7 separate regions of the Mus musculus genome follow, and all the other regions are linked to region 6. A link is a contact called in public HiCAR-type, HiChIP or PLAC-seq and promoter capture Hi-C data. All regions are on one chromosome and are shown on one strand. The core of a region is the stretch at or near the end of the contact, and the rest is flanking DNA. Distances in the headings are between cores, read along the strand shown.

Region 1 (4,156 bases), core at 1,514-4,013, 2.0 Mb before region 6:
ATAACATATATATTCCTAAATCTAACCTTGTCTGTCTGTCTTATACTACTTGTGTATATGTTTCCAATGCTGACCATTTGGCTTTGGATAACTCGTTGGTATTCTCTCCCTGAGGGAGGCTCCTGCTGCCAGCATTGTCAGTTGCCTGTAGTACACTCCATAGGGATTGAGGCCTTGTGGACTTTTCCCCATCCACTTTGGCATGTCCATTGCTGTTGTGCTTGTTCAGCTCTTGTTTGAGCAGTCATGATTTTGAAATTTTATGGATATAGCTCCTAGCATTACTAGGTGAAACAATCTCACAGCAAACTCCTTGATCCTCTGCCTCTTGAATATTAATAGCCCATCTTCAAAAATATTCCTTGAGCCTTAGGTGCATGAGTGTTTTGTAGATATATCCATCATATGTGGGCTCAACAACTCTACATTTTGCAGTTGTAGATTTTTTTGTAGTGGTCTCTCTGTTGGAAGGAAAATTTCCTTACTGAGGGAAGAAAACTATATTTATTTGTGGATATGAGAAAAAATATTTAAATTTTATTAGGAACAAATCTGAATTAGTAAATTGGTGGTGGTTGGTTCTCCTCCAAGATTCGTAACTTCACCAGCAGTGAGAAGTTAGCTAGCTTTCCAGTACCAGTCATAGTTTCCCTGTTGTTATGAATATCTTAAGTCCAATTAGAGAGCTGTTGGTTTTCACCAAGGTGAACTTGCCATTACTGAACCTCTAGAGCTATCCTGACACGGTGATCATCAATGTGGTTCATAGGCATTATAGCTGGGTAGAACTGTTCATGATATTCTTCCTTTAGAGCTTTACATGCTTCTTCTGGTATCACACAAGCTAATTCTCTGAGAGGAGTTTGGTGTATTTTGAGATAGGGTCTGTCTGTATTACTAGCTGGCCTAGATTCCGTATGTAGATCAGGCTGGCCTTGAACATAGACTTGCCCTGTTTCTACCTCATGAGTTCTAGGTTTGAAGGCTTGCATGACCTTGCCCAATGAAGCGTAACTGTTTCTGATTACTTTGTTTGTTGGTATGTTTGTTTGAAGAGACAGGGTCTAACCTTGACTGACTTTGAACTCACAGGATCTGACTGCCTGTCTTCTGAGTCCTTGGGATTAAAGGCTTTCACAACCACTGCCAAGATTTAATGTCTTGACAATTCCAGAAAGTAAGGGCACAACCCACTTGATAGAAATGAGTTAACAAGTAGATCTTATTTCTACTCACATTAAATACTTCTATTGCATAAAATCACTAACTTGAAATAGATGAAGTTCCAGGTGCATATAAGACACCAAATGTAAATAACATGAAATAAATAATATAAACAAGATGATAAGTAGTCTTACACGTGTTCTCGCGACCGGCCAGGAAAGACGCAACAAACCGGAATCTTCTGTGGCAAAAGCTTTATTGCTTACATCTTCAGGAGCAAGAGAGAGAATGGCGAAACCCAGTCCCTTTTAAGGAGAATTATCCTCCGCCTAGGACGTGTCACTCCCTGATTGGCTGCAGCCCATCGGCCGAGTTGTCGTCACGGGGAAGGCAGAGCACATGGAGTGGAGAACTACCCTTGGCACATGCGCAGATTATTTGTTTACCACTTAGAACACAGGATGTCAGCGCCATCTTGTAACGGCGAATGTGAGGGCGGCTCCCCACAAAGTAGCAATGTGACTTAAGCAATTATAAAATGTAACCCTGAAATTAACCCCACAATTAGATCGACAGGATTCTATCAGAACTGCAAAGAAGAGCTAACCGCAAAGCTACTTAACATTTAATACTTCTTGAAACACACACAAAAAACAAGACTTCCTTACTCTAACTATTCCTTTACATTTAACTAAATAATGATCATGGTATGGTGGAATGTCTCCCTCATGGACAAACACACCAATTAATTATCAAACAAAAATCCCACCAGATACTGGTACAACAACAAAAATTCCACACTCATGTGGTCTTTTCAAAGAAACTTGAGCTGGGCATGGTAGCACATACCATTAAACACAGGATTACACAGAAAACCTTGTCTACATTCAATAAATGAATGAATGAGCCCCCATTTCTATTATTAGCTGTTTCATACTCATATGAATATATACACAGAATGTGTGTGTGCATATGGGCATATCTAATACTGCCCACTCTCACCTCCTACCTCTCCACTATCCTGGTCCACAATTCCAACAGTCACTCTACTGTGTTCATCTCTATTCATATTGCTTGTGATCCACTGAGATGAACCAGAGCCATTTGTGAGACTGGGTTTGGAGCTATGTATTGGAACCTGATGTGCTCAGCACAGGATGACAACTAAAGACAGTGAGTGACTCTTCTACAATCTATCCATAGCCAATGTTTGAGAGGTAAGGGGAGCTGTTGTTCCCTTTCCTAGACTGACTGTGGTCTTGTGTGAGGCCAGTGCAGGTAAAGACAGCTGCTATTGGTTACTGATTACAATACTTGTATGGAGTCTAGAGAATGGTGTGTCTTAACCTTTCCCTTATTTTCTAACCACCTCTTCTTCCTTGTTCCCAGAGCTAGAGATGGGGTGGTGTAGCTGACGTTTTTAGGCCTGGGAACACATACTTCACTTATTTTCTGCATCTGCGACAGCCAAGAGGCTGCATTCACCACTCCATTTAAAAAAAAAAAGGAAAACAGAACGTTCTCTTTTTTTCCTCTCAAAGCATCGCTGTCACAGAAGACTTAAATGACAAGACCGCCATCTATTGGGGAAATCAGTACAGCGCGGGATTAATTCACCCCTAGGCTGTTGCAAAGGCCTTACCACTTACTTCTTTTCAAAATCCAAGTTCTTTAAATATCTCTCCCCAAGTTCATATTTCAGTATTTTGTTTTGGCTTTTTAATGTTTGTGTGTTGGGGATGGGACTCTCGCTTCTGAATTTAGTCTATTATTGTTTGGTATGAAATATATAAGCCAGAGGTTGGTAGTCCAGTGGAGACGTTAGGCTGTTTGTCTTTTTTATAATTCACCTTACCCAAATCAGTTCCCCAGTCCCTCGCAGCTTTTCCCCTCCCCGCACCCATTCTCCTCTGAGAAGAGGGATTCCCACCACACCTGTATTCACTAGCGCCCCCCAGCCCCTCCCGCCCAGCACATAATCACTGCAGGACTAAGCATATCCTCTCTGACTAAGGTCAGACAAGGCGACTGGGTTAGGGGAAGGAATCCACAGGCATTCAACTAATTCAGGGACAGCTCTTGCTCCAGTTTTGGTGGTGGTGGGGCGGGGGTGGGAGCTGTCGTTTATCTAAAGGGTTTAGAACCCCGAGTGGGGCTCAGATACCGGGTGGAGCGTCCTTCCAAAAACACTTGTGGTCGGCGCTCTCACAAGAGTGTGTGGAGGCTGTGCAGAGCCGGAGCAGCCTGAAAGCTGGAGCTGTGTGAAAGGCAGCCTGAGACAAAGTGGGAAGGACTGGTCTCTGATGGGGCGCAGATGCTCACCCGGAAACATATTTGGAGATCGGAGATCCGGAAGCACATTGGGAGGATTTTCGACTTAATGGAGATGTGTAGGGGAACTGTGTAGAGTGTGAGGAATTAGGAGAAACACGTGGGTGGAAGCTGGGACGCTAAATTACTGAAGTTTGAGAAGTTTTACCTAGAGCCAAAGCCAGAAGTCGCTTCGACAGGTTTCCCCCGTGCACGCGGTCCTGCACCGTGGGTAATCGCGTGGTGCAGATCTGGGGTCGAAAGATACGGTGGACTTGGGGGAAACTAAAATTCCTGGCTGCCGCGGGTGCCGCGGGTGCCGCGGGGCATCCTGGGAGAGTCAGTCAGCAATCAGCAGCGCAGCTGGAACTGCAGCCAGGCTACCAGAGCTGCTGGGCTAGGAAACAGGAAGGAGCAGTTTCTTTTCTGTTCCTGAGGAAGCTGGCTCTGAAATTCTGCGGTGGATGTCTTCCCTTGTGGATACATTTTAGCTCATATAAAGTGGAGTAATCCTGGTTTTTGTTTGTTTGCTTGTTTTTTGTTTTGATCTTCTGATTACCAAAATATTCTTATTAGAATATTCTAAGAGAATATCAGTTCTCTTTGTTGAGGTGAAACGGACCAAGCTCTTGGAATTTACACTCATCCACGCTAACTCCCAGGGTATATATATATATACTTA
Region 2 (3,808 bases), core at 675-3,174, 2.0 Mb before region 6:
CTGACATGTTGGAGCATGCCTTTAATCCTAGCATTCCAGAGTCAGGAACTGCTGATCTCAGTGAATTCAAGGCCATCTTGGCCCTCAAAACTGAAAAAAAAAAAAAAAAAAAAAATCCATCAGATACTGTTAGAACTAAGAAGAAATTACACACTGATTTTTTTTTAATTGATCTAGGTATGTTATCACGGGCCTTTAAGCACAGGTTCACACAGAGAAACCTTGTCTACCATGAATGAATGCCCCGATTTTTTTATTATTAGTTATTTCACACATACACACACACAAAGATAAAATGCATGTATATCACAGCATTGTGTGTTTCTGTGCCCACTTCAAATACTGCCCATTCTCACTCCTACCTCTCTGCTATCCTGGTCCACAGTTCCAACAGTCACTTTGTTCATGTCTATTCATATTGCCTGGCACCCACTAAGATGAACCAGAGCCATTTGTGAGACTGTGGGTTTGAAGCTATGTTCAGGAGCCTGATGTGCTCAGCACAGGATGACAACTAAAGCCAGTGATTCTTCTTCTACAGTCTATCCATTGCCAATGCCTGAGAGGTAAAGCCTTTTCCCTTTCCTAGATTGACCGTGGTCTTGTGTGGGGCCAGTGCAGGCAAGGACAGCTGCTCTTGGTTACTGATTGCAGTAGTTGTATGGAGTCTAGAGAACTCTAGACTTGGAATTCTTAGCCTTTCCCCCTCTCTCCCTTCTTATTTCCTAACCATCTCTTCTTCCTCCATGCTTCTCAGAGCTAGACATTGGATTGTAAAACTGACTTTTCTAGGGTTGGGACCACAAACCTTACTTATTTTCTGCATCTGGGACGTGCAAGATTCTCTGCGTACACCACTGTACTAGAGAGAGAGAGAGAGAGAGAGAGAGAGAGAGAGAGAGAGAGAGAGAGAGAGTTAGTTCTAGGTTTTATCTCAAAGCACTTTTGGAATCATGAAGACAAACTTGTTTCTGCTTTACTAAAATGACATGTCCGCCATCTAGTGGTGAAAGAAGTTCAATGAAGTATGAATTCAGTCCTGACTGTTGAGGTCTGTCCCTGTAACATAGCTGTAGCCATTTTGTTCCATGCCTGCCAGCTATTTCACATTGTTTCTGTAATATGCCAGTTAGTCATTGACACAGAAAAATAATTTGACTCAGAGCAGGGTCGTGTTCCACATACCCTGTTATCTTCTGTGTGTTCTGAAGTTGGTTAATCTTAAGAACTTTGAAAATTATATGCTCCACTTAGGACCAATCAGAATAAAGGTCAGATAGAACTGCTCTGTCTGGCTAGCAAAAATAGCTTGGGTCAGAGAAAACCACAGGTCAGCACTTCCTGCACCTGCATATGAGCGCATTGTGATTTTTTTCATTCTTAAACCAGTCCTGAGAAGTGTTTGTGGTTGTAGCTCAGCCCCCAAATTCTGATCAGTCTTAGGGTATGCATCCAATTATCTGTCCTTGTCTGACTGAGATCAGGGTTTGTGTGGCATGTAGGGCTACTGCTGGACCCCAACACTGACCACTGAGTTCTTGAGACAACCTCCCCCCTCCCCCAAATCCACGTTCCTGAAAAGTCTCTCTCCAAATCAAAATTGAAGTATTTGGTTTTGGTTTCTCATGTTTGTGTTTTGGGGATGGGACTCTGGCATCCGAATTTAGCCTGTTGTTTGGTATGCAGTATGTGGTGGAGAGGATGATAGTGAGATGGGGATCTTAGGTTGTCTGTTTTGCATCTGAAAGATTCAGAATTCACTATGGGGATCAGATATCGGGGTGCAGGGTCCTACCAGATATAGTTCTGGTCTAGACTGGCTGCAAGAGTGTGGGGAGACTGTGCAGAGCAACCTGAAGGGAAGAGCTGTGGCAGAAAGAAGCCTGAGACAGAGTGGGAGGGGCCGGTCTCCGCTGGGCGGGCCCACTCGCCCAGAAATAGAGGATGGAAGATGTGGTACATTGGCTGGGTGTAGAGGAAGGGTGTAGTGTGGGTGGGATTAGAAGACTGAGGCCAGGGAAGCTAGGAAGCAAGGTGTGTTAGCTTGGGAAGTGGGACTAAAAAGTCAAAGTCTGGAGTGTCAAGAATCCGGTACAAGACTGAGCTGGGGTTGGGGTTGAGGGGTAGAGCGGCTGCACAGTGTGGAATCGCGTGGTGGAGACCTGAGTATGGAGGAAACGGCGGGGCTCGCAGAACCGGAAAACTTACCTATACCGCAGGTACCTTTTGAGCATCCTGGGAGAGTCAGCAGTTTAGCAGCTGGCAGAGGCAGCAGCGGGGGATGGGGGAGAGGAAGTGGGAGTGGGGGTGGGGACAAGGGAGGGAGGCGCTCGAACCTTCCAGGTCCGAGGAGCTGAGGCGGGGCTGGGGAATGGGCAGGAGTGGGAGGGGAGCAGAGCGGGATCAATTTCCCCTCTGATCATAAGGATAACGACTCTCAAAATTGTGCTGTGGATGTCAGACCCTCGTCGATAAATTTTCAGTAATATTAACTGGAATAATACTATTTCTTTTTATTGACCTTCTGGCTGATCTAGTAGAATATTTGAATTTATCAGTTAATATTTGAAAACGCAGCTCTCTTTGCTATGACGGAAAGGACAAAGCTATTGAAATTTACAATCATCCATACTAACTTCCGTATTCTACCACTTCTCTATTTAAGAAAGTGGCATGTGGTGGATTCCCCATGAGCTTTTAGTCACGAAAGGAACTCCTGCAAACTTAAATGAATTTGATTGTACTGTTTGTTGTGAGTTTTACTGGTATGGATGTAAAAATTAAGTTTTAAAAGTAAACTGTCTATCTACTATTAATTTTCCATCGGGAACGTATGCAATCTGTGATGCAAATTGTGAAAAGAGTGGCGCCAGGCTTGGTGACACTCACGTTTTATCTCAGCACTCAGGAGCAAAGGCTATATAGTGAGTTCCAGGACAGCCAGAGCTATATGGTGAGACACTGTCTCAAAAAACAAAACAATAAAAATAATTACAAAAAAAAAAAAAAAAAAGAGGAGGAGAGAATAAATAATGAAGGAAGGAAAGAAGAAAGGAAGAAAGCAAACAATCAAGGAAGGAAAGCCAGCTAAGAAAAAGAAAAAAAAATGTGTCTTCTTGTTGAGGTCTGCCCCATCTCAGAATAGCTGTAGCCATTTTGTTCCATGCATGCCAGCTATTTCAGATTGTTGCTGTAACATGCCTGCCAGTCACTGACACAGAAAAATAACTTGACTCAGAGCAAGGTCATGCTGATCACGTATCCTGTTATGTTCTGTTTGAGGTTTGTTAATCTTAAGAATTTCCACAAAGCCTTACGTAGGACCTATCAAATTAAAGGTCAACATGAACTGTTAGTCTAAAATGGCTTGAGTCAGAGCAGAGCCCTTCCTGCACCTGAATGTGATCTCATTGTGCTTTCTGTTCTTTGGGTTTTTTTCCTCCTTTTATAAGCTTACAGGAAAAGATATTTGTGTAGTTGCTCAGCCCCTGAAGTCTACTACCTGACTTATGAGTCTTAGGTTGTGCCTTCAAAAAACCATCAAGGATCAGATGGCTTACAGAGATCAGGATTTGTTTGTGTGGTTTGTTGGGCAACTCTTGGACCCCAACACTTTTGCTGAGTTTTTTTTTTTTTTAATATTTTTTTATTCTATATATGTGAGTACACTGTTGCAGGCTTCAGACACACCAGAAGAGGCCATTGGATTCCCATTACAGATGGTTGTGAGCCACCATGTGGTTGCTGGAAATTGAACTCAGGACCTCTGGAAGAGCAGTCAGTGCTCTTAACTGCTGAGCCATCTCTC
Region 3 (3,792 bases), core at 243-2,742, 2.1 Mb before region 6:
AATGTTTTTTGAACTGGGCATGGTAGCACACTTCATTAATAATTGTGTTACACAAAGAAAACCTTTCTCAAATGAATGAGTGAGTGAATGAATGACCTCCCCCAAGTTTTCTATTATTAGCTATTTCACACTTGCATATTGCATTTGTATGTCCACATCAAGTATTGCCCAATATTTTGGTATACTTTTGATATAAAGTACATATTCCACTCCTAAAACTCTGCTCTTCTGATTTACAATTCCAACAAACCTCTCGATTGTGTTCATCTCTATTCATATTGCCAGGGACCCAGTAAGATAGGAGCTATGTGTTGGAGCCTGATGTGCTCAGCACAAGATGACAACTAAAGGTAGTGATTATTCTCCTACAATCTATCCATAGCCAACCTCTGGGAGGTAAAGTGAGCTGTTCCAGTTCCTAGAATGACTGTGGTCTTGTGTGAGGCCAGTGAACATAAAGACAGCTGCTGTTGGTTACTGATTACAATAATTGTATGGAGTCTAGAGAATAGTGTGTCTTAGCCCATCCTCTCCTCTTTTCCTTCTTATATCCTAACCACCTCTTCTTTGGTGTTCACCAAGCTAGATGAACTAACTAGTAACTGACTATATTAAGACTAGAACCATATACCTTATTTTTTGCATCTGTGCAAGTTAAGGTCTCTGCATTCAACACTCCAGAAAAAAGGGAGGGAGGGAGGGAGGGAGGAAGAGAGAAAGAGATAAATAGATAAATAAATAAATAAATAAATAGAGGGGTGGAAGGAAGGGAGGAGAGAAGGAAGGAAGGAAGGAAGGAAGGAAGGAAGGAAGAAAGAAAGAAAGAAAGAAAGAAAGAAAGAAAGAAAGAAAGAAAGAAAGAAAGAAAGAAAGAAAGAAAGAAAGAAAGAATTGGTTTTTCTCACTTTAAGCATAAATCACAAGACTAACTCCTTTCTGAGTTAGTAAAATGACAGACCGCCATCTAGTGGTAACATCAGTACAGCACAGGATGAATTCGGCCCTGGGCGGATAGCAAAGAGCCACTGAATTCTTGAGACACCTATTTCTTTTCAAATTCCAAGTTCTTTAAAAGTCTCTCCCAAGTCAAAATTTTAGGATTTGCTTTTGGCTTCTCATGTTTGTGTTTTGGGGATGGGACTTGGGCTTCTGAATTTAGCCTGTGTTGTTGTTGTTTGGTACAAAGTATGTATTCCAGCGGCTGGAAGTCCAGGAGGTGTTAGGCTTCCGGTCATTTATCTAAATGGTTCTGAACTCACTATGGGGGTCAGATATCGGGGTGCAAAGTCCTACCAGATCCACTTCTGGTCTAGCTAGCAGCAAGCATGAGGGGAGGCTGGGCGAGCTGACAGCTGGGCCTGTGTGGAAGGCAGCCAGAGACAAAGTGGGAGGGACGGGTCTCCGCGGGGCAGGGCCACTCACCCGGAAACGGAGGGTGCAAGCACATTGGACGTTACCAGGAAGTGTAGAAAAGTGTTGAGTGGGAGGAGTTAGAGGAGTGACGTGAGCGGAAGCTGGGAAACTAGGTGAGTGAAGCCAGGTAAGTTGAGAACCAAAGCCAAAAGTGTTAACGACCTGTTCACGTCCAGAGCTCACGGCCCTGCACCGTAGGGAATCGCGTAGTGTAGACCTGGGATAGCAGAACGGGGAGGAATTTAGGGGAAGGTAAAACGCCGGCCAGCCGTGTGCCGCGCGGGGCATCTTGGGAGAGTCAGCAGCACAGCAGCTGGAACCATAGCTCAGAAACCTCCCAAGTCAAAGGAGCTACGGGGCTGGGAAGGGGCCGGAAGAGAGCAGGGCGTGATCAGTTTTTCTGGTGTTCATAAGTAAGCTGGCTCGATATATTTTAGTGCATATAAACTGAAATAATCCTGATGTGTTTTTCATTGACCAAATGATTGCCAAAATATTCAAAATAGTAGAATAGTAGAATATTTTAGTTTATCTACTGAAGTTTGCAAACCAGTTCTCTTTGTTGAGATAAAGGATAAAGCTCTTTAAATTTACTTACATCCATGCTAACTCCACTGTTATACCCAGGACATACTTGGTGACTTAACATCCCCAGAGAGCTTTTAGCTATTACTCATGAAAGGAATGGCTGGAAATGTAACTGAATCTCAGCGTATATTTGTTGCGAGTTTCGTAGATATAGTTGTAAATATAACTAGAAGTGATTGTCATCACTTCTTCCTCTCCTTCTAGTCTCTCACTCCTCCACTACCTTCCTCCCCCTATCCTACACCTTCCTCTCTTTATCCTCAGAGAAGGGAAAGCCTCCTGTGGATATCCACCCTCCTTGGCATATCAAGATGCAGTGGGATTAGGCACTGCACTGAGGCTATTGAGGCTAGACAAGGCAGCCCAGTTAGGGAAAGGGGATCCAAAGGCAGTCAACAGAGTCAGAGACAGCCTCTGCTCCAGTTGTTAGGGGACCAACATGATAACCAAGTTGCACATCTGCTACAGTTCACAGTTAGAAAGGACATTATAAACCAGTTTTTAATCCTTTAATCCCTGTATCCTATAACCCTTTAATCCTTTAATCACAAGCCTTTAATGCCTACACTTAGGAAACTGAGGCAATTGGATCTGGGAGTTCCTTGCCACCCTGGTACATAAAGGGAGTTTAAGGACAGCTAGAACCACAGAGAAATGTCAGTGGGAAGAGGGAGAAGGAAAAGGAAAAAAGAAATAAAACAGAAAAGGTATTATATTGTATATGATGGTACTATAAATCATCTTTCAAATAATTACTTTAGCTCTTCTATATCAGAAAAAAGACAGCAAAAGTATTTTGTCTCCTTAGTTCTAGAAAACCACTTTGTCCATGAACACAAACTGTTTTTTGGTTTGGTTTGGTTTAGTTTGGCTTAGTTCCTGTGTTTGTTTTGTCTGTGGCTTGAACCCATTGTGTCCCTCTGTCTGGCCCAGAACTCATCCTGTCATGTAGACTAGGCTGGACTGGAAGTCACTGAGTTACACCTGACTCTGTTTCCTGAGTGCTAGCGTTAAAGGTGTGCACCAGGACCACTATTCAAACTGTTGTTTTGTATTTTGTGGTCAGTTCACGGCCACCAGTGTGACTGTGGACTTCTGCCAGAAAGAGGGGCAGTGTCAGCACCATGCTGGGAGTGCTTTGTACAGAGACTGGAGGTTGTAGAATTACAGTATTCTGGTTTGTGTGGGTGAGAATAGTTTGCTTCAGCCGCCTTTCACTGAGAAAAATCTCCTCAGGACTGTACTTTCACTCCTCAGGGTTTTGTGGCAAGTCCTCTGCAAGCATTAGCTCCTTTGGGAGAATAGGACTTCCATCATTTTTAGTCCAGGATAAATTTGGAACCTCACTAGTGTGTAATATTCTCATCCCAGTCATTCAGTTCCATTTCTGCCCCTCAGATTTGGCTGAACTGTGATTGGAAGAGAGTTTTCAGTTACACTAACTGAAAATGCTTTCTAAATATTTTCAGTATTCTGACACTGCATAACATCTACTGAGCACAGTACTGTGCAAGAAATGCAGGTGCTTGCTGAAGATCTCTTTCTTATGTGCAGGGCTCACTGATCACCCAGACCTGCTCACCTGTGGAGCAGAGCAAAGAGCCCTGGAAGATGTAGATGGAGGAGACAGTCACTAAGGATCCAGGTATTTTGGAGGATTGGTGAGGGATGGCAGGGGGTTCAAGTGAATGTTATAGTGGGACACAATATCCATTTTGCTACGTTCTGTTTCACTGGAAATGATTCTGGAGAAAAATCTCCTCAGGACTGTACCATTGTAGAGATGAGAAG
Region 4 (4,250 bases), core at 905-3,404, 2.1 Mb before region 6:
TAAAGCTGTCTGGTCAGTGATCCTAAGATAGCGTGGAGAGTCCTCTGGGGACTGAGGGCATGTCCGCCAACTCGGTGCTGGTGCCAGCCAGAACGGACTTGTGCCCCTGGTCAAACTAGTTTTATGTTTCCCTTCTGCTGTCTCAGGTCTTGTGCGATTGGATTGGCACAGATGTTTTGTTCCACTCACCAGTGATCCTAAGATTGAGAGGAGAGTCCTCTGGGGACTTTGGCGGTGTCCATGGACTCCGAGCCCTAGATGACGAGGTGCTGGCCTAGTTGCAAAAATTTATTCTCTTTTTCTCCATCCCAGGGCCATGTTTGACCTCTGTGATGGCTATTTCTGGTTGTCAACTTGATTACATCTGGAATGAGCTACAATTCAGAAATGGAATGCACACCTGTGATCCAGATCTTGAAGCTGGAAGACAGGTTTCTGACCTGGATCTTCAAAATGGAGATCTTGAGGCATAGTGGCCATGAAAATCTTAGGTCCAGGCAAGGTAGTATCCACCTTTAATTCCAGGACACTGAAGCAGGCAGAGTTCTAGGCCTGGAACAAAGCAAGTCCCAGATCCAGGCGTGGTAGTACACACCTTTAATCTGGGCCACACCTTCTACTAGAGGGCTACATAAGGACACTGGAAGAAGGAAGATTCACTCTTCTTCAACCACTCACCAGCATATCTGTTGAAACCTACTTCCATAGAAGACCAGCTTAAACAACTAGCTTCATGGGACTGAGCAACTATTAGAATCTTGGACTTCCCATTCACAGCTTCCCATTGTTGGGTTAGTTGGACTACAGACTGTAAGTCATTACAATAAATCCCCTTAATGTATATAGAGATATTCCATAAGTTATGTGACTCTAGAGAATCCTAACTAAGACACAAGTTGGTACCAGGATTGGTTCTAGAGGAGCAGAAGTATAAGAATGAATGTCTTAAGAATCTGGAATCCGTTTAATAATTTGTCAGCATCTTCTAATTCACTAGGCACCTTCAACTCCTGAAATTTCTCCAGATACTTTCTCCCCTGGGAGCTTGGAGAATATAGGAGGCCAGTGGTGGAAACTATATGCAAATGCCTTTGATTATCTTGATTCATCAACTGTGACTGGTGTGAATTAGGTGACCCTGTACACGAAGTTTTCTACAATTTGGAGGGAAATAAGAAAACTGATTTGCCTGGCTTGTTGCTCTTAGTATCTCTGGACAAAAACTGGCGAGAGGGGCAACAGCACATTTGAAGAGTTTTGTTCTTGCCCTTTTCCTTGTGCCAGACCTTAGGGTTGGAGATACTGCTACTCAATTGAATGAATTAAATGTAATGGATTTAATTTTGCCCCAAGGTAACAAAGGCCAGGTGGCAGCATCGAATCACCAGAGACAAGGTGATCATAGTTATTATAGTGGGCAATGTAGACAAAACATTCATAATGACCTACCCCATAATGATCACAACTCTGCATTGTGATTACTGTAGTTTTTTACAGTGGTCTCTGTAGTAGAGAAAAGTTTCTTGATAAGGGGTGAAGACTAAGCTTATTCGTGGGCAGGAGAGAAAATGTTTAGTTTATTCTTTGGGATTATGCTGGGTTAGTACAGTCTGTTTTATCTCAAAGCACTTTTATCTTGAGTCACAGAAGACAAACTCCTCTCTGAATTAGGAAAATGGCAAGACCACCATCTAGTGGTGAAAGCCATGCAGCTCAAGATAAATTCACTGACTTCTTGAGACACCTATTTCTTTTCAAAATCCAAGTTCTTTAAATGTCTCTCCGCAAGTCAAATTTTCAGGATTTGGTTTTGACTTGTCATTTTTGTGTGTTGGGATTGTTTGGGATAAGTTTGTCGCTCACGGGCTGGTAGTCAAGTCGAGGTGTAAGGCTATCTTTTATCTGAAGGGTTCAGAACTCAGTATGGTGGTCAGATATCCGGGTGCAGCGTCCTGTCAGATCCAGTTCTAGTCTACGCTGACAGCAAACTTGTGGGGAGTCTGTGGAGAGCGGGTTCAGAGAAGCTTGACAGCTGGAACTGTGTGGACCGCAGCCTGAGACTGATAGGGAGGGACCTGTCTCCGGGGGGGTGGGGCCACTCACCGGAAACAGCCGTTGGGGACAGTATATGGGTGTGGAGGAAGTGTGTTGTGTGGAGGAAGTGTGTTGAATGGAGCTGGGATTAGAGGAGTGGCGTGATAGCTGGGACTGTTCTTTAGTGAACCTAGGTAAGTTGACTGAGGAGCCAAACCCAAAAGTGGCAAGGACGTCTTCCTCGAGGAACTCGCTGGCATGCACCGTGGAGAATCTTGTGATGCAGACCTGGAGTCAGAGGATACAAGAAGGGTTTCAAGGGGACGCAAAAAACTACCCTGAGCCTCAGGTGCCGCGCGGGGCATCCTGGGAGAGTCAGCAGGCAGCAGCCCAACCGGTGGAACCACAGCCCAGTGGGGGAGGGCTGTAACCTACCAGGTTAGAGGAGCTAAGGGGCTGGGAAAGGGAAGGAATCAGACAGGGGTGAGATATTTCCTCGGCTACTCATAAAAATGACAGCTCTCAAAATTCTGCTCTTCATGTCTTGCCCTTGCCCATAGATTTTAGACCATACTAAGTTGATGAATACTGATTTTTTTTCCATTTATTCTCTTGGCAAATTTTTCTTATAGAAGTACTCTAGTGGAGTATTTGAAACTATCTGTTAATATTGGCAAACGTGTTTGGTTTGGTTGTTGTTTTTGTTTTGTTCTTGTTATTTTGCTATGATAGAAAGGACAACGCTCCTGAAATTTACATTAGTCCACACTAATTTCTTTGTATACCTGGGAACTTGGCACCTACGGAGAGGTTTTAACTATCAGTAATGAAAGGAACATGTAAGGAATTTTTAAGAGCAAGGGCATCTTTGCAGTCAGGAGCAAAAGCAATACAACAAAGTCACACCACACAACAAACATCGTGCAAGAGATATATTGCAGATAAACAGAATGGCAGCTACTCTGAAAGGGAAGAGAGTTGGAAGGCTAGGCAGAGGGATGGGTGTTTATAGTGTCTTTGGAGCATGTGAAATGACGTACTGGAAAAGAACAGTGGGTCCTGAAGTATTGCTTGGTCATTAAAGCTGGAACAATGTAATCTGTTAACACTGAGTAATGAAGGGATTTCCAGGTTTTAAGGCCCTGGAGGCACTGAAATGACTAGCCTCCCCTCCTACCCCAGCATCATCCCCAGGTTTCTCTTAGGGCCATAACTGCCATTTCCAGCCCCTTGGGTCAGAAAGTGGCCAAGCTGCTGTCCTAAAGAGAAAGAGAGAGAGAGAGAAAAAAAAAGTCCATGATCAAGCTACAAAGGCTTCCATCATTTTCAGTTCATGATAAGTTCAGAACTTTATTAGTGTATATTATTCTCATTCCAATCATCCAGTTTCATTTCTACCCATAAGTTTTCAAGAAGCTGTGATTGGAAGTGAGGTTCACGCTAGACTAACTGAAAATGTTTTCTAAATATTTTTCAATATTCTGACACTGAATGGCATTTGGGGGATCATTGTACAGTCTTCAGTTTTGTTCCTCTTTATTGACTGAGCACAGTACTGTGCTAGGAATCCAAGTACAGGCTCACTGATCATCCAGATCAGCTCACCTGTGGAACAGAACACAGACCTGGAAGGTGGACAGGGAGGAGACAGTAGCTAAGGATCCAGGTATGTTGGGGGATTGGTCAAGGGAAGGCAAGGGGTTCAGGTAAATGTGGAAGTGGGCCATGAGATCAGTTTTGCCACATTCTGTTTCACTAGAAATAATTCTAGAGACTTCCACTGAGAAAAATCTCCTCAGGATTATCCTAATATAGAGATGAGAAGACTTTCTACAGAAGAATTGATACTAGGAGGCAATAAACTTTTACTTGATTGTACATGTGAGTGATGCTGTCCTTATTCCATACACATCACTGATCAGATCTTCAGAAATGGTTTTCGTTTCAGCAATTTTAATGTATTATAAAATGATGAAAATTAATCTCTAGATGTAGTGTTTAATGATTTTTGGAGCAAGAACAACAGGCACAGCTAACTGTTGAGCTATCTCTCCACCCCATTTTAAATGTTATTTATGTGAGTATAAATAATAGAAAATGGTATAAAACCATTCTAATCACTTTGATGTAGATGATGCAAAATCTTCAATTTACATAGGCATTTATGATTTTTAATAATTTTCTTTTAGTTATTGTTGTATGATTGTGTGAGTTCC
Region 5 (4,056 bases), core at 45-2,544, 2.1 Mb before region 6:
TCATATTACATCCTTCATTTTCTTCTCAGTGGAGGATACACTGATACCCTTCTGGTAAATGATCTCAGGAGTCATTGTAGAGAGTTGACTTGAGAATAACTGTAAAAGGAAAGTTAAGAAACACAACAGTGTGTGGAACTCAGACAATGGAGGAAAGAAATAAGCAATAGCTGTCCACTGCAGACCTGCCTCAAATCATCTAGAAACTCTGACATCTGGCAGAATATTTGCTTTACATCAATAACTTTTGAAGAATCTAGTGATTCTATCTCTCTCTCTCTCTCTCTCTCTCTCTCTCTTTTTCCCCCCACCCCCCGGAAAGAAAGAAAAGGCCTTTGATGTTTTAAATGGAGCCTTTAATATTACAAAGTCTGGGTCATCAAAACAGTAATCTTCATTATGGTACATTAGTTTACCCAAGTATTGTGAATCTGAGTGCATTAAATTCTTCTTCATCAATTTCTGAGAAAAAATATTTAAAAACAGAAACATGTACTCTGAGTTGCACCCTAAAGCTGATTACTGATTTCTCAATTATTTGTTTCATCTTGGTTTTTCTGAAAATCCATGCAATTATAGTATAAGAAAATGTTAACTCCCCAGAGGTCTACTTACAAATCACAACTGTGTAAGTAATGGAAACATAAAGTTAAGAAACTTGCAAAAGCTTTTAATGAAGTTTAAATCTTAAAACACCGCAATTTATATTAAACTAAAATTATGCAAAGGTAACTGGGGACCACTGATGTGGTTCATAGACATCATAGGCGGGTAGGACTTTTCAATGGCTTCTTCCTTTAAGCTGTTTATCAGGTAGGATTTTTCTTTATTTTAAAACGAAGACTATGTTCCACGTTCCTGAAAAGTCTCTCCCCAAATCAAAATTGCAGTATATGGTTTTGAGTTCTCACGTTTGCATTTTAATAGATGGCATTCTGGCATCTGAATTTAGCCTGTTTTGCTCTTTGGTATATATTATATGGCCCAGAGGCTCATAGTCCAATGGGGGTGTTAGGATGCCTATTTTGTATCTGACGGGTTCAGAACTCACTATGGGGGTCAGATACCGGGATGCTGCGTCATATCAGATCCAGTTCTGGTCCAGGCTCGCAACAAGCAGGTGGGAAGACCGTGCAGATCAAGGCCAGGTCAGCCTTACAGCTGGATCTGTGGGAGGAAGCCTGAGACCGAGTGGGAGGGACTGATTTCCGTGGGGCGGAGCCACTCACCCGGAAGCAGAGGATGGGAGGATGTTACACATTGGCTGGGTGTAGAGGAAGGGTGTGGAGTGGGCGAGTTTAGAGGAGTGACCAGCAGGGATACTGAGATGCAATGTGTGTGAGCCTAAGGAATTGAGGCTAAATAGTCAGAGCCTAAAGTGTTAAGAACGCGTTTCCGGCCTAGGGTCTGCACTGTGTGGAGTCGCGTGGTGCAGACTTGCCTGCAGAGCACACGGCCGGGGTCTCGCGGGACCCGTGAACCCCCAAAGCTACAGGTGCCAGGCGGGGCGTCCTGGGAGAGTCAGCAGCGCCGCGGCGGGAACAGCAGCCTGGCGGCCCTGGAACCTTCCAGGTCAGAGGAGCTGCGGGGCTGCAGAACGGGCGGGAGTGGAGCAGAGCATGATCAATGTCTCCGCAACTCATAAAGATGACAGCTCTCAAAACTGTGCTGTTGGATGTCTTACCCTCGTCGATACATTTTTCAATAATATTGACTGAATAGTGCTATTTTTAATTGATCTTCTACCCTCCACATATTCTCCTACGAATAACCTAGTAGAACATTTAAATTTATCGGTTGATATTTGCAAACGCGGTTCTCTTTGCTATGGTGGAAAGGACAAAGCTCTTGAGATTTTCGATTATCCATACTAACTTCCGTGTGCTACCACTTCCTTATTCAAGAGAGTGGCATATGGACCTAGGGACTATGATTCCATGAAAGCTTCTAGATATTAGTCATGAAAGGAACACCTGCAAATTTAATTAAGAGTACAATTTGTTGTGAGTTCCACAGGTATGGATGTAAACATTAACTTTTAAAAGTCAACGTTTTATCCACCATTAATTTTTCATCTAAAACTCTGTGTATTCACTCTGTGATGTAAATATAGCGTTGTGAAAAGGGTGCCGCCAGGCTTGGTGACACTCATCTTTTATCTCAGCAGTCAGGAGACAAAGACAGATGGATCTCACTGAGTTTGTAGGCCAACCTGATCTACATCGTGAGTTCCAGGACTACCACAGCTACATTGTGAGACCCTGTCTCCAAAAACTTAAATATAAATACAACAACAAGACAAACAAGGGGAAGGAAGAAGGAAGGATGGATAAGAGGGAGGGAAGGAGAGAAAAAAAGTAAGGAAGGCAGGCAAGTCAGACAAAAAAAATTTTTTTTTGTCTTCTTCTGAGTTCTTAATGTTGCAAATTAGAGCCTGGAAAATCACAGTATGCTGTTTGAGGGAATCAGGCTACAGGGTTTTCACAGTTAGACAGCATTTGGTGGTGGTACACACCTATATTCCCAACACTCCAGAGGCAGAGGCAGGTGGAGTTCTTTGCCAGCCTGGTCTACAGAATGAGTTTAAGGAAACCCAAGGCTGCACAGAGAAACCCAGTTTTGCAGCAAAAAGAAAGAGACAGAGAGAATGAAACAAAATTAAAAGGCATTAATTATAGTATATGACAATATTAGAAATAATCTTGTGAATAATTATAACTCATCTACATCAGAAAATATCTGCAATCTTGTTTTGTTAATGGTTCAAGAAAAGCATTCTGCCCATGGACACATGACTAAACTGTTATGGAAAAGTCACCATTGTAGACCAGGCTGGACTGGAATTCATAGATTTCTACCCACCTCTATTTCCTCAGTGCTCACATTAAAGTTGTGCACCAGCAGGAATGTTCAAACTGTTATCTTTTATTTTGTGGTCTGTTGACAATCAGTGGTGTGACTCTGGACTTCTCCCAGGAGGAGGGGCAATGCCTGGTCTCTGCTCAGAGGGCTCTGTACAGACTGCATGTTGCAGAATTGGAACTCTGATTTCTGTGGGTGAAAATAGTTTTCTTGCTGTCTCCCTTGCTCCTCCTTTGGGTTCTTGGCAAATTAGACTGCAAGTATGTGAGATTTCTGTGGATGAGTCTCACATTCTACTGAGTAAGGTGAAATCCTCACAGGAACAAAGACCGATTTCAGGAAATGCTTTCTCTTCTTTGGGGTGTTCCTTTGTGAGTATAAGGCTTCCATAATTTTTAATCCAGGATAAATTTAGAACCTCACTAGTATATAATATTCTCATCCCAGTCATTCAGGTCCATTTCTGCCTCTGAGATTAAACTGGGCTGTGATTGGACGTGTGGTTCAAGTTGTGGTAACTGAAAATATTTTTTTGAATATTTTCAGTACTCCAACACTATGTGACAGTGGGAAGGGTTCACTGTAGAATCCTCAATTTCGTTTCTCTTAACCTACTGAGCACATGTTAGAAATCCAGGTGCTTTCTGAGGAATCTCTTTCTCATGTGCAGGGCTCACTGATCACCCAGACCAGCTCACCTATGGAGCAGAACAAAGAGACCTGGAAGATGGAGAGACAGGAGGCAGTAGCTAAGGATCCAGGTATGTTGGAGGATTGGTGAAGTGATGGCAAGGAATTCAAGTGAATGTGGAAGTGGGTCATGAAATTAGTTTTGCCACATTCTGTGTCACTAGAAATAATTCAGGATTATCTATTTTAGAAGTGAGAAGACTTTCTACAGAAGAACTGATACTAGAAGGGAAATAAAAATTTATTTGACTGTGCATGTGAATAATGCTGTCCTTATTCCATGTACATCACTGATCATGTCTACATACCAATATTAAATAGTTTTCATCTCAGTGTTTTTAATATATTATAGAATGATGAAAACTAATGCCTCTAGGTTTATTTATTGTTTTAAGAATTTCTGATCTTTTGGTATTCTAGCACATTCTCTATATTTTCTTCATTCTGAAAATAATGCCAACTGAGGTTTGGTAAGAATCAAGAGATTCTTGATAAGAATCAAGA
Region 6 (4,022 bases), core at 343-2,842:
TCCCTGTCCAGGATAACTGTGCCGGGTCTCTGTCCAGTCTTCCACCGTCTCTTCAACCAAATGTTACTTGGTAGGGACAGGTCTTCATGCTTTCTCTTTATAGAGTATACAACTGGCCTATATATTTTACTTGATACCCACCCCCCTCAAAAAAATTAAAGTAAATTAAACAACAACAGCAACAACTAAACAGCACAGTCGGAAGAACCTGAGGTCGAGTTTTGGCTTGAGGCTTGTGGGTTCCGGCCCAGTTGCGTTATCCTCGTGTCCTTTTGACTCTCCTTTATCTCATGTGTGTGTCTGATATAACATATTTGCAAGCTTTATTAAGCCACTGTAACATTAAAGAGAAAATTATTCTGCACAAGGCTCTGTCACGTGAGCTGGTACCCCGCCCTCCCATTCTGTGGTTCTCCTGGGAGTTGTAGGGATGACAACGGTTCCACTTAGACCGAATCCCTTAAATAGAGATATCCCACACACACACACCAGGTTAAATGTCAACTCAATCTGGGACATATTCTTGCTATTTAAAAATTTATATTTACACTGGACCTGTAAGGAGACGCCTCTGTTGTTGTTGAGACAGGATCTCATGTAGCCCAGTGGCTTTTAATTCCCCTGCCTCCGCCTCCTAAATACCGGCATTACAGGTGTGCCTGGACATTGTAAGAAATCTAATTTTCTTACTGTTTCATGGATTTTAAAGCTGTGGACATATAAACCGAATTTACTGCTTTAGTTATTTTCAAGTGTTCAGTTCAGTGACAATTGCATTCACCCAGATAGCCTACTGAGTTTTTTATTTTAATCAAATGTCTTTAACGTTCCCTTGGGACACCTCCCACCCACCACGTAAGCAATCCAATCTAGCATCTATTCGGTTCCTTTCCTTGGCACTAATTCGAGCTGCTCGTAGTCTGTCTTGAGATAATAACTTCACCTACTTAATACAAACATGCTGGTCTTCCTTCCGGGGTACCAGACAAGAGTTTGAAAAGCAAATTTGAGAATGGGAAATTTTAAGGTAGGTTTTTAAAAAGCAAATGCACGCAGCGACCACGAAGGGACTCGAACCCCCAATCTTCTGATCCGGAATCAGACGCCTTATCCATTAGGCCACGCGGCCCTACACTGACTCAGGCCTTAGCTCTCTCCATAAGACTTATTCAAGCGCCTACTGCGCATGCTTAAACCAAAGAAAAATCCTACCTATTGAGCCAATCTATTTAGTGACAGTCTCAAAGGAGCCTCCACAAGTTTGAACCGATATAATCAGACTCCTGAGCAGTCAGTCAGCAGAAGCCCTTCCGGATCCTAGAGGCTCGTCTTTCAGATCTCCTCCATTGGCTGGCCCTCAACTCAAGACCAGGGACAACCCACATGAACTTGCCCTATCACGTCACTGAAGTATCCACAATTGTCTTTTCCAGTCTCCAGACCCGTGCTGGCTCGCCTCTCTGGCAACTCCATGGCCCCAGCGCCATGTGGAGATTGAGACCGCCCGCATCAGGGACTCAGCGAGGCGAGAGTTATAGTTCCGGAGATGATCCTTCCCAGAACTTCTTTCTCCCTAAGCCTCTCCCAGCATATCCAGGTCAGCCTTGTGAGGTTCCGTAGTCCCAGACAGGAAGCACAGACCCGATTCAACCTCTGGTTCCCGAGAGCACAGTCGATCCCCTATCTACTACCAGGTAACTTTCCCCATTATCTCACGTATTTCAGAAAGAGCATACATTTTCCGGAGCACGCCGATCATGAACACATACATATTTATTGGCGCTATGTGAGCTCCCACGCCCAAACTGCTGCATCGATGACAGGGTGTGAAGAGGGGATGTAGGGGAAGTGGTGAGGTTGCTCGTCCTATAAACAGAGCCGGCGCCTGAGCAAGCTGCGGATCTCCAGGCAGGCTTTGCACAGCTCATCACTGTCTGGCCCCAGGACGTCCAGCTCACACACCCGCCTGTTGACCCTGTTGACACTCAGCTAGGCCCTGAGGGGCTCAGTCCATCACACCCACTGCAGTCATTGTCTGCTGGAGGGGTTTTTGCGGAGAGGTCGATACTTTCTGAAATAGTCTATGAATCCTAGGCTGGTCTCAGTCTCTGGTCCTGCCACTACCTCCCAGCTACAGGCATGCTCCTCAATGACCGACTCTTGTGTCTGTTGTTCTGTAAGCCTAAAATTTCAAGTGCTACCTAATCATCTTTGAGCCTAATACTAACCCAGCAGTTTTACATGAGCTCCTTGCTCTCAACCAAAAAGTCCCCCACCCAAAGGGAAAGGCTCCCCACCCCATATATATAATCATATAATCAGCCAGACCAGCATTGCCCACCCTGACCTCAACACAAGAAGAGGACCTCCCTATTAGCCTGCAAAACTGTACAAATGAACTGACCCTATTCTGTAACAACCCAGTGGCACCTCCCTTCCTGCACCCCCTGCTGGCTCCTTCTACTTCCCAGTATACCCCCCACCTCAGTCCCCTCCTCCCAATGGCTTCTGGTGTCCTCCTCTCCTGAACTTTATTTAGTGTATGTAATAGCTGCTGCTGAGTTTGTCTGACCAATGTGCCCTGTATTTGAGCATCTCTTGATGTGAGGGCAAGAGGGAGGGAGGGAGGGAGGGAGGGAGGGAGGGAGGGAGGGAGGGAGGGAGGGAGGGAGAGAGAGAGAGAGAGAGAGAGAGAGAGCCTTCTCCTTGCTTCTCCTTTCCCTGGGTTAAGTGGAAGGTAATGAGAACACTCCCACAGATCCAGCCCCTCTTTCTCCCCTCCTAACCCCGTTCCTCACACCTCAGTCAGCAGCTCAAGGAGATCTCTTCCAGGGTTGGCTCTGATGACCTCCACCAGTGTCTGGACAAAGTCCGAGCCCTTTTCATCCCGATAAGCCACACAGCCTAGGTGAGGGGATGGGGTCAGAGTCAACCTTGGGCTGACATCCCAACCTTCAGTGGCCTATTGTGGGTGGAAGAAGTGAGGAGGGGAAGCAGAGAGCATTCTGGGTAACTGGCTTCAGACCAGCACAGGGTCAGGGACTTCTTGCATCAGGAAGAAGTTGCCGATATTTGTAGAGTGAATATTTGGGTATAATCAATGTACAACAAATATTTACTGTGGACTTGCTAGGTACCAAACAGTGGACAGGCGCCTGAAGCAAGCAGGACTGTCCTGTCCTAGAACTTACACAAGGGAGCATTTGACAGGAGCTTGCCATTCTAACCCTGACTCTAAGGACTAACCTGTAGGAGGAGAGTGACTTAACTGGGGCTGGACTCTTGCTGAGAGTGAAGCTATCACTCCAAGCCATGGGGCAGGAAACTAGGCCCACCATAACCATAGGTTTCTTACCCTCGACAGCTGCAGAGACAGTAAGGATGTCTGCTTGGCCTGAGCTCCCTGGAGTGGAGATAAGGTTGTCTGCAAAAAGAGTCAACTCCCATTACCAGCATCCAGGGACTCCACCTGCCCCAGTGTCTTGTCATCTCTGGCTCAGGGGCAGCACTAGACAGTGGAAAGAATGTGGAGCTGAAAACCCACAAGCCTTACAGCATCCAGGCTGTATGAACTCAGAGAGGCTAGGTCCTCTTGCTAACTCCCAAATTGTCAGACTCAGCTAGGAGCAGAAACCTCAGAGTCCCTCACAGCTTAGGAAGACATTTCCTCCCTGGATCTTGGCAAAGCAGCAAACTCCAAGCTACCAGGCCTAGTAGTGTGCTGTGTGAATGGTTCCCAGCACCTGTGTGCCAAGCCCAGGCTCCAGAAGAAAAGCAGACCCACCTGGAGCATCAGCATGGATCTGAAGAACATCTGCCTGGGTTGGGATGGCTCGGGGTGCTCTCAGCCAATGACGGTACCATGGGAGAGCTCTTGACCCCACACCAGGGTCCCTGTTCCCTGGAGAAGGATGGGGCAGATACCTTTACTCAGTGGAACCTCAGGATATCTCTGGGCGAGGCAGGCTTGCAGGGGTGGCAACATTCATAGAGGTTCAAGTTTGTGGGCTTGACTCCAGGGG
Region 7 (3,783 bases), core at 373-2,872, 2.6 Mb before region 6:
CCTCTTCTTGTACTTGTTAAGAAATCCAGTGCTTCCTACAATGTTTAACCTAGGGCAGTTCAAAGTAAGACTAGAAAACTTTACTATATCTGAAAGGAGAGGAGACAGGCAAGAGGATGTTTTTTCCAAAAGATCTGTTAAATCAAAAATGGTCCAAGAAGGCACTGTTTGGAATTCCTCTCCATAGCCTCTCCTGAGTTCCCCAGTTTTCTGTTGATTGGTTTCAGAAACACATAAAGTACAGTATAGAAGAGTTCATATAAAGGAAAGAAACTGAAGAATGGCCAGAGAGATCATAAAAGAAAATACACTCACAAAGAATAGACAATGGTACCATTGTGCCAAACTCTTTTAGTGAGGTAGCGTATAAACTGAAGTTTCTAAGCCAGACCATTTGGATTAACTCTTATGGGATGAGGCAATGGTATGGCTGTCTTTTGAGGGTTACACCATAGACCTTTGACTGGCCCGGAGGTCACTATGTAGACCAAGATGATGTCAATCTCAGAAAGATGACAAGTTTTTGCTTCCTGAGTTTCATGATTGAAAGCATGTGCACTTTCACACATGGCTATGCCTTCTGTTCGTTATCACAAGACCAAGTGTTTCCTATTCAGGGCCAGAGATATGTGATCTGCATCATTACTTAGGAACGCCTACTCTCTGTGAGGGGGGGGGGGTTGTTTGTTTGTTTGTTTGTTTATTTCCACTCTCTGTGAGGGTGCTTTCTCAATTTTCTCTCTAATTGGAGAGGAAGAAGGGGGAAGGGAGGAATGGAGGTGTGGGGGGGAGGATGATGGAGGAGGGGAGAGGCGAGGGGAGTCGAAAGGAGAAAACAAAAATCAAGTATAGAAATAGCCACGCTTTAACAACCTTGATAGCATCTAACAACCCCGCTATGCCCACCTTCTTCCCTTTCATATTTTCAACCTTAAGGAGAAAGGATTGTGATAGTTTTATATTCGCCTTCTAAGTGAATCACAGCGCCCAAGCTCATTATGAGGCAGAGGTCCATCCTCAAAAAACTTTCGACCTTGTTCATTTTTTACTAGCTACCTAGAAGCTCCCCGGCAGGATGAAGACTCGCTCTGGCCGCTCTATTTCTTCCGGGTAAGGGGGGTGGGTAATAAAGCCTTGAACGCCAAGAGCCCCAGAACCGCATCCTAGAAACCAAGCAAGGCAAATCTCCCTACTTAGGAGTCCCTCCTTTACAGAGACCGGTATAGCAGAACCAGACAAGCATGTCCTTCATTACGTCACGCATAGCTCCCAAGACTCCAGCTTAAGTCTTCTCCGCCTCTCCCCAAGGGGCCATCTTAGCCACCTCCCACCCTCGACTCTCATTGGCAGCTAGACCTGCTTGTTCCCGTGGTTGCTAGCAGCGACGTAGGCGGGCACAATCTTGGTCACTAAGATACTTCACTTCCGGTTCCTCTCGTCCTTCGGGAAAAACATCTCATTCGTCCGGCCAATGGTGAATGAGAAGTAGGCGGGACTTGGTTGGTTCAGACCAAACAGACGCGAGCTTGTGCGGCAATGGCGGCGGGACGGCCCCTGTAGGGCGGCTCGGGCGCCCCCACGTCCGCTTTGCGTCCTTTCCCCGGCACCGCCCCGCCCGATCCCGGATTCCGCCTGGAGCTCGCTGCTGCCTGATAGAAACGCCAGGGAGCCAAGATGGCAGCTGCCGACGGTGACGATTCGCTCTATCCTATTGCGGTGCTCATAGATGAACTCCGCAATGAGGACGTTCAGGTACGGGGATCCTTCCGTTAGAGTGTGTGGGGGAGATCGGGGACGGGGATCTTCGCGGAATGTGGGAGCGATGGCTCCGGGTTCTCCGGGAGTGGCGGAAAGCAGCGGCAGCCAATCAGAATTCAGGTCTCATCTTTCTTAATAGCAAGGTTCGATGAGATGGCAGCCTTCATTGGGTGCCCGGCCAAGCGGAGGGCAAGCCTCGAGGGTCCTACCTGAGTGCGCGCGGCCGCCCCAGATCTGGGCCTGGGCGGCCCGAGATAGGGTGGCGGTCTTGTTGCCGCCTGCCAGTCGGTGATTGGCGGCGGACTCAGAATGGCTCTTTGTAGAGAATCGGCGGGGGCGCGTGACCTGCTGAGTAGAAACCCTCAGGGGTCCTGGCGACCCGGGTAGAGTTCCCATTGCTTTTAATGTTTTCGTTTTAACTGGAAGGAGTGGGGACTGATATTGGGATTGGGGACTGATACCGAGATTTCTGTCCATTCTTCACCGACCTCCACCTTGTATTTTGGGTTAGCTCTCCTGAAGGAGGAGGAAGGAGGCGGTGAAAGTATCCTCTCCTGAGATTTAACTAGCCGTAGCTGGGGTGGGTAACGTGCACAGACCCACCTGTTCTCCGACCTGGTCCCAAGCCGGCCTGCCAAGAGAGTTGATAGTTCTGGTTCATGGGAGAAGAATGAGCCAGGACCCCAGAGTTGTCGGACTGCTTTGGATTTGAAAAAGAGGTCAGACCTCAAGGCCGCATCCTCTCACCTGAGGATGACCTTGTGTGCACATTATTTCATCGCCCCTGGCTTCTGTTTTCTACAAATAGCGGCTAATAATAGTCCTGGTTTCCCTCGGTGGCCGAGGAAAAGTAGTAAAATGAAACTGGCTGTATGTAAAGGCTCTATAAATGTTAGCAATTATTTTGGGGGTGTGGCTATTGTGGCACTGTGCTACAGCCCTCTGCTTTTCCTTTTATATAGAATTGTTCATGCTGCACTCAGTCACCTTCCTGAACCTGGGCCTATCCTCTAAGTCTTACGTATTTATGTGTGACTCTGGTTCCATTGTTGGCAAGACTGGATTTGTACTCCTGGATCTTGCAATTTTTGCAAATTGACTCAGGCAGTCTGTGTTTCTCTTCTGTTAAATGGGAATAATAATCTGGTTTTGGGTATACTGAATGAATTTATTTGCATATGTTCTGTAAACACATGCAAAGCATGAGGAATGTTATTGGGTCATAAAGGAGACCAGAGCTTGGTATAGTGGTGCATGCATGCTAGCAATCCCAGCACTCAGGAGGCAAAGGCAGTGTCAAGGCTAGCCTGGTGACACTGTATCAAGAAAGAAGCAGTCTGGTTGCTGTACAAAGGCTAGATGTGAAACAGGTAAACAGAACTAAATCTGCATATTACCACATGTAAGAAAGAATGAGACTTGTCAATGTTGAAAGAGTGAATCAGCAAGTGTTTGCTGGGCCTTTCTTCAGAGTGGTATTTTGGATAGTTGAAGAACAAAAGAACAAAACTTGCCTTAAAGGAATTAACCTTTTAGTGAGTGGTCACAGATAAATAGGCATTATGTTGACTATGGAAAATTTTAAGGAGAAAATAAGAAATGTAGAGTAAGCATGGGAAAGTCTTGTTGAAATTTGAAACAGTACCTGCTTGTTGAAGGAGCCATTAGATTCTGGGCAGAGTGTGTAACCTCTAGACAGTTGGGTGAGGAATTAGGCTAGTTGAGGGAGGCTCCTTCTAGGATGTAAAGTTTAAAAAGTTGGAGATGAATCCAGATAGAGAGAGAGAGAGAGTGTGTGTGTGTGTGTGTGTGTGTGTGTGTGTGTATGCGCGCAATGGCTATAGTTCTAGTTTTTTGGCTCCAAGGGTGTTTAGTAATGTCTAGGGATGGTTTGGTTGCCACAACTGGGAGATTGTTGCTGCTTTTAGTAGGTTGAAGTCATGAATGCTGTTAAGCATGATTGCAGTATATAGGACATCTTTCTTAGGTAGGAAACAAAGATTTTAGTGCTAAGGTTGAGGGAAG

The links. Promoter capture Hi-C pulls out the DNA fragments that hold promoters and counts their contacts. HiCAR-type assays count read pairs that join an accessible place to other places. HiChIP or PLAC-seq counts read pairs in DNA pulled down with a chosen protein or histone mark. Capture Hi-C pulls out chosen DNA fragments and counts their contacts.
Region 1: a HiCAR-type map of astrocytes shows a contact between it and region 6, with 4 times the contacts expected there. The contact joins the enhancer-like site here to the promoter of 6330415G19Rik in region 6. A contact is called at or near these places in 1 of 39 promoter capture datasets (cranial neural crest), 1 of 484 Hi-C or Micro-C datasets (uterus) and 2 of 115 datasets of contacts at active chromatin or transcription factors (astrocytes and embryonic forebrain).
Region 2: an H3K4me3 HiChIP or PLAC-seq map of bone marrow-derived macrophages shows a contact between it and region 6, with 3 times the contacts expected there. The contact joins the promoter of Zfp52 here to the promoter of 6330415G19Rik in region 6. A contact is called at or near these places in 8 of 39 promoter capture datasets (the C10 cell line, the HPC-7 cell line, cranial neural crest and 5 more), 3 of 484 Hi-C or Micro-C datasets (cerebral cortex, forebrain and uterus) and 6 of 115 datasets of contacts at active chromatin or transcription factors (T-cell acute lymphoblastic leukemia, astrocytes, bone marrow-derived macrophages and 3 more).
Region 3: a HiCAR-type map of astrocytes shows a contact between it and region 6, with 5 times the contacts expected there. The contact joins the promoter of Zfp51 here to the promoter of 6330415G19Rik in region 6. A contact is called at or near these places in 6 of 39 promoter capture datasets (the 3T3-L1 cell line, frontonasal cranial neural crest, hippocampal neurons and 2 more), 1 of 484 Hi-C or Micro-C datasets (uterus), 1 of 115 datasets of contacts at active chromatin or transcription factors (astrocytes) and 1 of 9 other capture datasets (adipose tissue).
Region 4: a promoter capture Hi-C map of liver shows a contact between it and region 6, with 3 times the contacts expected there. The contact joins the promoter of Zfp54 here to the promoter of 6330415G19Rik in region 6. A contact is called at or near these places in 4 of 39 promoter capture datasets (3T3-L1-derived adipocytes, hippocampal neurons, liver and 1 more) and 1 of 115 datasets of contacts at active chromatin or transcription factors (pro-B cells).
Region 5: a contact with region 6 is called in a promoter capture Hi-C map of the HPC-7 cell line, with 13 times the contacts expected there. The contact joins the promoter of Zfp53 here to the promoter of 6330415G19Rik in region 6. A contact is called at or near these places in 6 of 39 promoter capture datasets (the 3T3-L1 cell line, the C10 cell line, the HPC-7 cell line and 3 more), 1 of 484 Hi-C or Micro-C datasets (B cells) and 3 of 115 datasets of contacts at active chromatin or transcription factors (astrocytes, embryonic stem cells and stem cell-derived neural progenitor cells).
Region 7: a promoter capture Hi-C map of adipose tissue shows a contact between it and region 6, with 6 times the contacts expected there. The contact joins the promoter of Ppp2r1a here to the promoter of 6330415G19Rik in region 6. A contact is called at or near these places in 4 of 39 promoter capture datasets (the 3T3-L1 cell line, hippocampal neurons, liver and 1 more), 5 of 484 Hi-C or Micro-C datasets (cerebral cortex, forebrain, pro-B cells and 1 more), 5 of 115 datasets of contacts at active chromatin or transcription factors (astrocytes, double positive thymocytes, embryonic forebrain and 2 more) and 2 of 9 other capture datasets (adipose tissue and liver).

What each region holds. Positions count from the first base shown.
Region 1 is chr17:21,513,153-21,517,308 of GRCm38.p6, forward strand. It overlaps a transcript of Zfp53 not described here. Among named protein-coding and RNA genes, the nearest start is that of Zfp52, 20 kb to the right of the region's middle. Within about 2 kb of position 2,764, at least 404 of the 459 cell types and tissues checked have an H3K27ac peak or open chromatin away from gene starts, as enhancers often do. A contact at or near this core is called in astrocytes, embryonic forebrain and uterus, where this site is marked.
Region 2 is chr17:21,533,615-21,537,422 of GRCm38.p6, forward strand. Zfp52 (zinc finger protein 52) reads left to right here and starts at 1,925. Exons shown (of 5, transcript NM_144515.2): 1 at 1,925-2,219. It overlaps 9330136K24Rik (RIKEN cDNA 9330136K24 gene), which reads right to left and starts at 2,264. Exons shown (of 3, transcript NR_131123.1): 1 at 2,209-2,264; 2 at 814-857.
Region 3 is chr17:21,448,882-21,452,673 of GRCm38.p6, forward strand. It overlaps Zfp51 (zinc finger protein 51), which reads left to right and starts at 1,493. Exons shown (of 5, transcript NM_009558.4): 1 at 1,493-1,540; 2 at 3,556-3,646. The coding sequence starts at 3,619.
Region 4 is chr17:21,421,090-21,425,339 of GRCm38.p6, forward strand. Zfp54 (zinc finger protein 54) reads left to right here and starts at 2,155. Exons shown (of 5, transcript NM_001379357.1): 1 at 2,155-2,228.
Region 5 is chr17:21,487,694-21,491,749 of GRCm38.p6, forward strand. Zfp53 (zinc finger protein 53) reads left to right here and starts at 1,295. Exons shown (of 5, transcript NM_013843.3): 1 at 1,295-1,572; 2 at 3,533-3,623. The coding sequence starts at 3,563.
Region 6 is chr17:23,549,207-23,553,228 of GRCm38.p6, forward strand. 6330415G19Rik (RIKEN cDNA 6330415G19 gene) reads left to right here and starts at 1,593. Exons shown (of 2, transcript NR_126484.1): 1 at 1,593-1,694. n-TRccg2 (a tRNA gene) reads right to left here and starts at 1,129; the gene lies at 1,057-1,129. It also overlaps the pseudogene Casp16.
Region 7 is chr17:20,943,832-20,947,614 of GRCm38.p6, forward strand. It overlaps Ppp2r1a (protein phosphatase 2, regulatory subunit A, alpha), which reads left to right and starts at 1,623. Exons shown (of 15, transcript NM_016891.3): 1 at 1,623-1,752. The coding sequence starts at 1,675.